2 separate regions of the Ovis aries genome follow, and region 2 is linked to region 1. Evidence: chromatin contacts called from public Hi-C data. All regions are on one chromosome and are shown on one strand. The core of a region is the stretch at or near the end of the contact, and the rest is flanking DNA. Distances in the headings are between cores, read along the strand shown.

Evidence for each region. Hi-C and Micro-C count contacts between places; a contact is called where the count stands out from the background.
Region 2: a contact with region 1 is called in a Hi-C map of liver, with 2.2 times the contacts expected there. The contact joins two enhancer-like sites. A contact is called at or near these places in 3 of 16 Hi-C or Micro-C datasets (liver, omental adipose tissue and tail adipose tissue).

Annotation. Positions count from the first base shown.
Region 1 is chr1:271,843,355-271,849,195 of ARS-UI_Ramb_v3.0, forward strand. It overlaps LOC105604974 (a long non-coding RNA gene), which reads right to left. Exons shown (of 2, transcript XR_006057603.1): 2 at 3,289-3,796. Among named protein-coding and RNA genes, the nearest start is that of ETS2, 61 kb to the left of the region's middle. Within about 2 kb of position 3,032, at least 28 of the 54 cell types and tissues checked have an H3K27ac peak or open chromatin away from gene starts, as enhancers often do. A contact at or near this core is called in liver, where this site is marked.
Region 2 is chr1:272,050,778-272,056,286 of ARS-UI_Ramb_v3.0, forward strand. No RefSeq gene overlaps it. Among named protein-coding and RNA genes, the nearest start is that of ETS2, 270 kb to the left of the region's middle. Within about 2 kb of position 3,329, at least 12 of the 54 cell types and tissues checked have an H3K27ac peak or open chromatin away from gene starts, as enhancers often do. A contact at or near this core is called in liver, where this site is marked.

The DNA of each region.
Region 1 (5,841 bases), core at 1,782-4,281:
TGTGTGTATGTGTGTATGTGTGTATGTGTGTATGTGTGTGTGTGTGTGTATGTGTGTATGTGTGTGTGTGTATGTGTGTGTGTATGTGTGTGTGTATGTGTGTGTGTGTGTGTGTATGTGTGTGTGTGTGTATGTGTGTGTGTGTGTATGTGTGTATGTAGAACTGAATTATGTGGCTATACACCTGAGACTAACCCAACGTTGTAAACCAACCACACTTAAAAATCAAAAACAAAATGTAAAATATATTAAATACATTTAAAAGAAGAAGGCAAAAAGGAAGCCTAGGCTCAAGACAACACCCACATGCCCTGGGGCTCCCCTTAGAGAGAGTCATGAGGGTAAACACAGTGACCACATACAAGGAAGTAAAGCAAAGTAACCTTGTAATGAAAAGGAAAGCAAGAAGCCTAGAAGGTTCCATGGCATGTAGCCACATCCACAGATATTTCGCTTTGGGAAAATTACAGGCACCGGGCTCATCAGTTCAGAAAACGACCTGTGAGCTGCCGCCCCATGTATCCTCAGGGCTGTGCAACAGGGCAGAAAACTGCTTGGAATTAACAGAACCCTTCAGTGTTTGTTTTCAGCAAATATTTGCCGAATGCCTACGATGCCCCACGTTCGGTGGTTAAGAGCAAGCCCCTTGCTGTTGGCATGTTCGTTTCAGAATCTCAGCTCTGGGCTTCACTTGCTGGAAGCGGCAAGGAATTCAGTGCTCTGGGGCACAGGCCTCCACATGTCCAGAAGAGTCGGCTGAGTCTCTGATTCTCTCCGCCATCCAAGAATAAAAATAGAGGCTGCACCATTAAAACGATCCTAGGAGATTAAAGGATTTCTAAGCCAAAACAAGACCCGAGATAAGCTGCCTACGTGTCAGCGAGGAGGAGGCTGTGGCGTCGGTCTCGGACGCCAGCAAGTCGGGGAAGTGGCCCCCTGCAGCCTGATGAGACTTGTCCCAGGGCCTCTTCCCTCCTGTCCTGTTGGGTCGGGTCGGCTTGTCGGAGAGGGTGGCCTGGCACCTGGGCAAAGCCTTTAAGGCCCCAGTATCTGGGCCACAGGGTCTCCGTCACTGTCCTTTTTGGCCGGGTCATTTCCAGTTAAAACTGGCCGTTGGTGTTGTTTTAAACATCTCCTCCACTCATCATAAATGCTTTTAGTAACCAGTCACTCTCCTCCATTGGCTGAGCTTGCATATCTCCCCATCCCCTAGGAGAACTGGACTAGAATCTTCCTTGGCTTCCACACGGATTTCTTGTCTCCTCAAGGGCTCACCCAAGGTGGCCCAGAAAGGTGGGAAACGCTGACACATGACCCAGGACACCTCCACAGGAGGGGGCTGCTGGTGGGAGGGTCGTGTATAGGGTCACCCCAGTGAGCCTGCAGGGAGTGGCGTTTACACATGCCCGGACAGCACATTTGGAGCCTGTGTCCGCAGCCTCCCAAACAGCCAACCATGTGCAAAAACGGCGAGACAAATCATACACATCTTTGCGATCTTTCCCCCCGGTTTTGGAAAAGCCAACTACAGTAGAGTCTTCTTTAGAAGGAGACTAGGTCTGGAGCCAGAGGACACACTTTCTAGCTCCCCCGCCCCCTCCTTATCCACATTACCTCGGACAGTCGCCCTGGACATCAGTCTCTGCACCTGCAACTCCTGGGACATACTTTCTCTTCTTGTATTTACAGGGCTGTCAGGAGGATTCAAGTGCTTTCCAAGTCTATGTGGGGGTGGTTTAGTCGCTAAGTCGTGTCTGACTCTTTGTGACCCCATGGAGCCTACCAGGCTCCTCTGTCCATGGGATTTCCCAGGAAAGAATACTGAAGTCAGCTGCCATTTCCTTCTCCAGGGGATCTTTCCAATCCAGGGATTGAACCTGCACCTCCTGCATTGGGAGGCAAATTTCTTACCCCGAGCCACCAGGGAAGCCTATTCAAGTCTATAATACCAAGTAAAGAGGAATTTATTGTTATTATTATTTTGTTATTGCTTTCATCATCATCATCTTTCATTCCAAATGGACAGCTTGACTTTTGCCTTAGGGAAGTCGTTTTCAACTAAAAAAGGGACTGTGGAATCTGAGTGCAATGGAAACAGAGGTTTCTGTAACTTTTATCAAGAGGGAAGAAAAGAGTCAGTGGCTTTTAATTAGATTGCAGATGTGGAATGTTCCAGTGGGAAGGGATCTGAGAACACCATCCCCACCCTACCCAATGCACAGTGCCCCCAATACTCAGACCCTCCACGAACCGGTGCTGATGCTAAGAGCTCCTGGGTGTTGAGCGCTCGCTGGGCACCTGCTTTTCTGCTAAGTGTTCTGTGTGCGTTATCACACAAATGCTCAGAACAGCAGCACCCAGAGGCAGCAGGGACACTGACATCTGTGTTAACTCGTGACAAGATTATGTCTTCACAAGACAAGGATTTTCCCACAGCCCCATGGCCAGAAAGACAGAGCCCCCATGCCAACCCTGGGCTGGCTGTTGCCCCCTAAAGGAATCAGTGGCTGAACACCCTCATCAAAACAGGTAGGGAAACTGCGCTCAAAGGAGGAGAAATGAGTTGCCCACGTCACTCTGGAAACCAGCCAGTCTGAGGCTAGTTCCTATACCCAGAAGAAGGTGTCTTGGCTACTTGGACCTTTTCAAGAAGAAATTCTGCCTGAATTGGCCCTTCCAAAATGCAGCCCATGGGGTGGTCCTGGACAGCACCAACGCGGCCATCTGGTCTACCCCAGGCTCTCTCTGTCTCTCTCTCTCTCTCTCTCTCTCTCTCTTCACATCAGGTGACTTTCCTGACTGCCTGTGAACCTCACTTTTCCTGGACTCTCCCTTTCTCGGCCCACATGCGGCCCGAGTGACACATTCTGTGCTGTAAATGAGGGTGCTGTGGCGTGTTCTCAGGTCTTACTGGAAGTGCAGCTATTAAAAAACAGTTCAGTAAACAGCCAGCCCAGTCAGTACACGTCAGCAGCCCTGCTCCGAGGCTCCAACGTCAGCAAAGGCGGGCTGAGGCCTCAGGCCAGCGCCCTCTCCAGCTGCCACCCCGCCCTCAGACCAGCCCCCTGCCCCTGTCAGCGGGGTGAGATTGGCCAGGGCCTAGCAGAGCTGCACCGCCACACCCCCAGCCCGGCTGGCTTCTGGAGTGTCCAGATTGCCTGCGGGAAATGACCCCTTGCTCAAAACCGGGACCTGAGAATTGTTCCCCAGGCAACCCCATTCAGCTTAGCAGGAAAGGAACCAGAACACAGATAGCAATCAGATCATCGAGTCTATGAAGGGCAAGTATCCGGATTGGTGGCTAGAGCATTTATTGTGTATAGGGTTCCCACCTGGGATTTCCTTGTCAATTCTCCACAAATGAAAACTGCTTCTTTATCAAAAGCAAGAGGTCATGGGAAGCTTAAATAACCTAGTGGAAGAAAGAAGTGGAAGCTGATGTTAGCCCTGACCATTTCAGGCTTATTGGTAACAGACCACATGGATCCCCAGGAGGAGAGGCAGGGTAGGCCTGAGTCCAGATTCCAGGCTTCTCTCTTTCTCAGCTGGAAAGAAAAGGTGGCGGGGAATGAGGAATGTGGGGGGTGGGAGCAGGTACAAAGCCTGGAAACTGGAGGAGGAAAGCCTGGGAGAACTTGAGGTGGAAAGACGAGGGTTTGGTGGATGAGCAGCACGTGGACACTGGAGGGAAGAGGTTTGGGTGCCATCTCCTGGGTCTTGGGACCTGCTGGCTAGCTCTCCCTTCAGTGGGTGCTGTCTTGAGGCAAGTTGAGGATGAGGGCCCAGCAGTAGGAATCTGGAGGTGAGAGGGGAAGGGATGTCAGAAGAACCCCTTCGTTCCCTGCACCCAAATTCTGCAGCTGATGTCCATTTACATGAGAGTATGAGAACATGGGTCATGCAGGGTGGTGGCATTTGCGTCAGCACTGTTCACACCAGGGAGAGCATCTCACTGATTCCCACTGTTCACACCGTGGAGAGCATCTCTCCGCCTCCAACCGTTCACACTGCAGAGAGCATCTATCGCCTCCCTGCCATTCACATCACAGAGAGCATCTCACCCATTCCCACCATTCACACCATGGAGAGCATCTCTCCCCTCCCTGCCGTTCACACCGCAGAGAGTACTTCACCCATTCCCACTGTTCACTCTCAGGGAGCATCTCTCCCCTTCCCACTGTTCACACTGTGGAGAGCATCTCTCCCCTTCCCCGATCCACCTGCAGGGGTGTGGGGTCCCAGGAACCCCCAGAAGAGGCTTTCTGTGGAGCAGAGGTTGTAGATGTAAGCCTCGGGCCCACTGAGAGCAAGGCTGCTCCTGAACACATCCCAAGTGTTCCTGGCACATCTTGGTGCCAAGAACAGGCACCCTGTGCTCATAGCTAGTGGAAACTACAATTCTGAGCACAACGGCTCCAGGCCTGAGGTGTCCATTACAGGTGATGGGGCTAAATGACCCCGGCTCGGCCACGCCCCAGCATCTGGCGTCTGGACTGGCAGTGTGTCCAGCTCAGTCTTGGGCACACATCTCCATCCTGCACTTGCTCTTAGTGACGGCAGGAATCTCCCAGGAGAGCCTGGGCTTCCTGACGTGTGTGCCGCTAGCAGTCACTGTGAGTGTCACTCAGCACTTGTCTCATGATTCCTCTCTGTCTGTCCTTTGGTTTCCCCAGTTCAGGACGTCCTCGTCTGCTAGGTACGCTGGGATGCATGATCCTGGTCTCCCAGTGACTGCGCCGCCCTGAGAGCCTGGGCGGCCCTGAGCTCTGCAGAACCGACCAGAGGGAATCCTCTATGTGCGTCCTGAGACTGCGGCTGCCCCAAAGCCAGCCTCCCTCCTTATGAAAAGCAGCCAGGCTCGTCACCAAAGCCCACCTGGGCCTTGCTTCCCAGGTGGCACTAGCAGTAAAGAACCTGCCTGCCAGTGCAGGAGACGTAAGAGATCCCTGGGTAGGGAGGATCTCCTGGAGGAGGGCATGGCACCCCACTCCAGTATTCTTGCCTGGAAAATCCCACGGACAGAGGAGCCTGGCGGGCTACAGTCCATGGGGTCACTAGGAGTTGGACACGACTGAAGCAGCGTAGCACGTGTTAGCATGGCAGAGTGGACTGTGGTATCCAAGCGATTAACAGTGTCACCACCTCGCCTTGGCTGCCGGTGACTCTAATGCTTAAGGATTTGTGAATCAAAAGGCACTCCCTTCAGGACACTTGCGCCTGCAGAGCTGGACCCTGCCCCGGGAATGCCGAATCCATTGGGGTCAGCAAGAAATGACCACTGACCTCACGAATGCCACAGGCCAGCTTCTGTATAAGCAAAGCGACCCCCCTCATGAGCCACACTCTGCCTGGGGAAGAAAGCCCAGTGCAGTGCGGGTGGAGAAATGGCCAACTGGGCCCAAATAGCATGGTCTTCAGACCTGGGAGCAGGAAGCCGCCACGGCTCTCCCGCCCCTCCTCCCTCAGTCCTTAGGGTGCAAAAGGTAGCCTCGCCAACCAGCTGCGCCGACCTGCAAAGCGTAGCTCTGACATCTGATGCGTCACCAAGGGCACCTGGCCGGTGTTTCGGGAAGAACCTAGTTTTCACAGTCGACTTCAGATTGCTATGAATCACCCTATCTGATTCAAATGTGGCCTTGGGTGGACTTAGAGATAGCTGATTGCCTCAGATTAATCCACCATTGCCTCAGCAAGTAATTTACCTCTGGGAGTTTCAGGGACCAAAAAGAACAATCCATTTGCATAAGGAGTCTAATCTCAGAGTCCCGGCAGGAGGCTGTTCTTGGGCCAGCAGCACCCTGGGACAGGGAAGACTCCTGGAGTTCTGGATCCTCCTATCCT
Region 2 (5,509 bases), core at 2,079-4,578, 210 kb after region 1:
GCGCTCACATTAATGCTTGCCAATGGGCCTCTTAATACTGTCTCCCGGAGGAAGGACCTCGAGAGCGGGTTCTTCAGTTTGGCCACAGGTGAGAGGATGCTCCTTCAAGTGACTGACTTGAAGTCTTTGGGCTTCTCACCAGGCTCCCAGCAGGGGGTCCAGAGGGGCCCAGCAGCAAAGCCCACCCACGTTTAATTTGGTTGGAAATAGAAGCATTGGGGAAAAAATTAAAAGAATATGCATATGAATTCAGTTCAGTTCCCTTAGTCGTCTCCAACTCTTTGTGACCCCATGGACTGCAGCACATCAGGCCTCCCAGTCCATCACCAACTCCTGGAGTTTATCCAAACTCATGTCCATCGAGTCAGTGATGCCATCCCACCATCTCATCCTCTGTTGTCCCCTCCTCCTCCTGCCTTCAATCTTTCCCAGCATCAGGGTCTTTTCCAATGAGTCAGTTCTTAGCATCAAGTGGCCAAGGAACTGAGCATGAAAGCATAGTACAGGTTAGCATTCAGGAACCACAAGTTACAGATATGGGCTGAATACAGCCACTGCTTGCAAGCTAAGAATGGTTTTTACATTTTTAAATTGTAAAAAAAGAAAAAAAAAACCCAAAGTATTGGAGTTTCAGCTTCAGCATCAGTCCTTCCAATGAATATTCAGGACTGATTTACCTTTAGGATGGACTGGTTGGCTCTCTGTGCTGTCCAAGGGACTCTCAAGAGTCTCTCCAACACCACAGTTCAAAAGCATGAATTCTTTGGTGCTCAGCCTTCATTATGGTCCAACTCTCACATCCATACATGACTACTGGAAAACCATAGCTCTGACTAGACGAACATATATACATATATATGTGTTCTTGGGGCTTCCCTGGTGGTTCAGCCATAAAGAATCTGCCACAGCATAGGAGCCGTGGGTTCGATCCCTGGGTCAGGACAATCCTGGCAGAGGGCATGGCAACCCACTCCAGTACTCTAGCCTGGAGAATCCCATGGACAGAGACCCTGGCAGCCTACAGTCCAAGGGGTCGCAAAGAGCGGGACACAACTACAGTGACTGAGCGTGCACGCACACACACGTATGTGTTTATACGACACACATGTGTTTATACGACACACGTATGTGTTTATACGTACATGTCTGTGTGTTTATGTTTCATTTCATGTATTTGTTTTATATACACACATTCTTCTTTTAATCACAGAAAGACAGTACATCGGAACAGTTTTCAGAGCTTTCTGAGATGCTCTTCCAGGGTTATAGCTCTCAAATTTGGCTCAAATGAAGTTTTCCAATTCTTTCTTTAAAAAAGAAAGAAAGGGGACGTCCTTGGTGGTCCAACGGTTAAGAATCCACCTCGCTGTGCAGAAGACACGGGTTCGATCCCTGGTTGGGGAGCCACAAAGCATTAAAGCCTCCATGCTGCAACTCCTGGGCCCACAGGACGCAATGAAAGAGTCCATTCATCGCAATGAAGGATCCCACGTGACGCAGCCAAGATCCAACGCATCCAAATACATACACACGTACATATATTTTAGAGACAGTACCTCTTTCCTGCTATATGGAGCAAACTCTACTGAAATGATTCAAGGGGTCCAAAGGAAGGAAGGAGAATGTGGTAGAAATTTCTGGAACACCATTCTGCTCAGTGAGAATGAGCTCATCAGGCAAGACAGGAAATGCACGGAGATGGAGTGAAGGGGACGAACCCCCCCTCCCTCACCACTCAAGCTGCTGTTCACATGTATCCGTGTCCTTTCAGACTCTTCTTCATTGAATATATTCATTTCGAATGCTGTATACACTTTTTCACTTAACCTTCTATGATGCCATATTCCATATTATTGCCAGCCCTTGGCAGGCATCATTTTCAAGGCTATGTAACATTTCATTAAGGGATGTATCTATCCCCTACTTTTAAGCGATTTTTTGAATATTCTCCTAACAATAATCACATAGCTACAAAAATCTGAGAAAAGAAAATCTAGATGCTTCTCAAGCCTAGAGGCTTGTCTGATTTGTTTTCATATTCTTTTTTTTTTTTTTTTAAGAGTTGCAAGCTTAAGTTTTATTTGGGGCAAAATGAGGACTACAGCCCAGGAGACAGCACCTCAGATAGTGAGAGACTGCTCCCTGTTTTCATATTCTTATCAGTATTGGGGAAAAATGAAAGGAGAGAAATACATGAACAAAGGGATGGATGGATGGATGGGTGGATGGATAGGTAAATGGATGAATGGGTAAATGGATGGATGGATGGGTGGATGGGTGGATAAATGGATGGATGGATGGATGGACAGAAAGCTTAAATCTTAGGCTTCTTTAGACTCAGAATTCTCAAACAAATCATCATCTCTTCCAAAGGCTATGGGTCACTTGCCATTTCTGATATGACAGCCAGACCTCCTGGACATTTCTTTGGGGACACAGCCTCCCCAAGCTCTTTCTTGATGATGAACTCTCTTTTGGTTCCTAGAAAATCTGGAAGATGATCCCACCACGTAAGCCATGTGTTCCTCCAGCTGACATGTGTTAAACATCTGTTGTTTGTACTTCCTCGGACAGAGTACCAAGTGGTTAAATTGAGGTGAAAACCGAGCTGGTCCCTGGACGACTGTGGAGCACCTGGACTCCAGATCAAGGATGGCTTGAAAGCACTCTTTTGGAGGAGGGTGGACCACGCTTGCTCCGGTGGCTAGGGAACTGAGCTAGAGTCCTAAGGAGGAGTGCCCTTTGGATGGTGCCGACGTGCGTGGGTGGCACTGCTGGGTGTGGAAGGTCATGAGGGTGTCTGGACACTGTGACAGCCGGCTGTAGAGATCAGGGGTGTCCAGAACACACCACACGCCCAGGCAGGTGGAGCATGAGCATAGCCGTGGAGGGACGAGTGACGCGATGGAGGCCCGGAAACTGAGGCCGCAAACCGAGGTGGACCACAAGGGCTGCACAAGACGGGCAGTGGGATCCTGCCGAGTATCGGAGCACGCTTAGGCTGCCCCCCTGCTCCCCGCAGAGGCCTTGGGCTGTGAAAGGGAGGTTCTTAAAAGTCAGGTCAGAACTTGGCCCCTGGCATGACCATGCCCCCCCAAAAAAGAAGGAAGATCTGCCATCGCGGGTCAATTGGTCCTGTGTCTGCAGCAGTAAGACGTGGCAGGACCTGGCGCCCTAACCTGCCTCCGTCTTGGTAAACACTCAGGCAATTGGACTCGCCCTGGTTTCCGCCTTGCTCCCCGCTCCCCTCCCCATGGCCTTTCTGCCTCTTTAGGCTCCTGTGTACTGTCCCTCTGCCGGGATCATTCAGCTCAAAAGTTCACCGAGTAATTGTGTTTCTCCATCGAGGCCAGGAAGTCTGATGCCTCTAAAAGTCAAATGTGCTTCTTCCAAAGATGACCTTAGGCAAGGAGCAATGTGTTCTTTTTCCTGCGGTTTTAACAAGATATTGGGGAAGTGAGAGAAACAGGCGGGCCAGAAGTGGAAGTGAACTTTGTGGCGACTCGGACAAGCCTTACCAGCTTCCAACTGAAGCAAGAACCGTGAGCGTGCAGTTTCCCCTTCTTGCCCGAGGGGCCAGGGCCTGCCTGCCTGCGGGCTGGACACCCTGTGGGCTGGAAAGACGTGTCCCCGATGGCATTCAGGTCGACACAGGACCTGTGTCACAAAGTCCCGAAACCCTCATTCCTAAAGCAAAAGCATCCTCTGATTCTGCCAGCCTGTCCCCTTCTTCCGAGTAAGAAAGTGTCAAACATGCAAAAATTGCCAGTGTGATTCCTTGAACAAGCGGCTGCAGGCCAGTGTCAGCATTTCAAAGCGCTGATGAAAGAGACGTCATTCAAAGACAGGAGGAAGACAGAGCCTGCCCTCCCCCAATCCTGTACTCAGTGTCAGGGCCTCCCCTCCCCACTCCACCATTAACCAGCTTTCCTGTGATTACACGGGTCCCCTTCACATCTGGTTTCCATCAGTAGCAGAAATGCCAGCTCTCTTGCACTGGGGCCTGCCGGTCATTATGCCTGGGAGCGGGGCCGTCAGTGACACCCAGCAATCTCCACCTGTGATGGCAGTGTCCGTGGCTGACCGCTCAGGGTCCGCCCCCACCCCCACCCCCCACGTAACTGGGGTGAAAAACCTCAAAGAACCATCTGGAGACTTTCTTCACACACCCAAGCCAGGGCTGGGGAATTTGTCTCTGACATTAAGCTGCCGCTGAATCTCCTGCACATTGACGTGAAGAGTGAACACGATCCTTGCTACAAAACTGGGCTCCATCTGAAACCTGCAAGGGAGTTCGAAAGAGACACAGATGGCAGACTGGGGTTTCAGCTTAATCGTACTTATGAAGAGAGAGCCTCATGGGGACGCAGCACAGGGCAGAGCATGGATTCTAACTTGTAAGCCACTGTTTGGTGTGCAGATTCTCGAAAGTCAGATTCTAGAGCTGCAGAAAGTCAGATTCTAGAGCTGCACGATCGGGTGGCTGTTCCTAAGGTAGATCTCAGAAATCAGGCAAATCCCCATGCGTGGGTGGGGGTGGGGTGGGGCAGGAACCGGAGTCATTGACTGGAGGCCGTCATGGCCCATGACAGCCCCAAATTGGCCTTGGGTTTTCCGGCAGCAAAGCTCTGCTTAATTATTCCTGGTGTGAGCTGACCCAGCATGACATAGGGAGGTATTGTGTGTCAAGGACCTCGAGGAAAAGGACAGGTCAAATGTCATCCCGAGAGGAAATCTGGCCCTTGCACCCGAGGCCTCCCATCTCTGTCTCCAGGAAACTGACATCAAACAAACCAGATATTAGTGCTGTGAACCCTGAGAGAGACGCAAGCTCTGAACTCACTCAGCAACACCAGCAAACACTTGGACTCGTTTACTCCTCGGTTGTCTAAAGGCAGCTCCAGAAGACAGTGAGACAAGGAGCCAGGACGCAGGATCTTGGTGGGCATTTTAGGCCGTTTTTACTCATTGCTGGCGTCTTTATCCCCTCCAAAGACACTCACTACGGCAACAGATGGTTTTGCCTTTAGCTGTTCGATAAAGAAAAAGCCTGCTTAAGAAAAAAGTTTTAAAAATCTCTCTTAAATCCTTTAAATCTCTTTCAGGCTTCATCTCAAAGTTCTCTGGAGTTGGGAGGTGGGGGCGGGGTGGGGGGGGGCGGGGAGGAGTCTCAATTGCATTTACCAGGTCTTTTACAAAAGATTGATTGGCTGTCGTAAAGTTTCTAAGTGACACTCAAATATCACAAAACACATAATCCCAGCCAGAGCAAATGATGGCTTTCTGAAAAGGAACCTGATGGACCCAGAAGCCTCTGAGAAATGGCGTTACATTGTTTCATTTCACAGAGGGGAGAGCAACAGCCTTCTACTGCCTGTGAAAGGCTATTTTCCTTGGTAAACTAGGACTGTCTGCGCCGGATGAAGAGGGTCTTCCCAGGTGGCACTAGTGGTGAAGAATCTGCCTGCCAATGCAGGAGAGGTGAGAGACACCGGGTCCACCCCTGGGT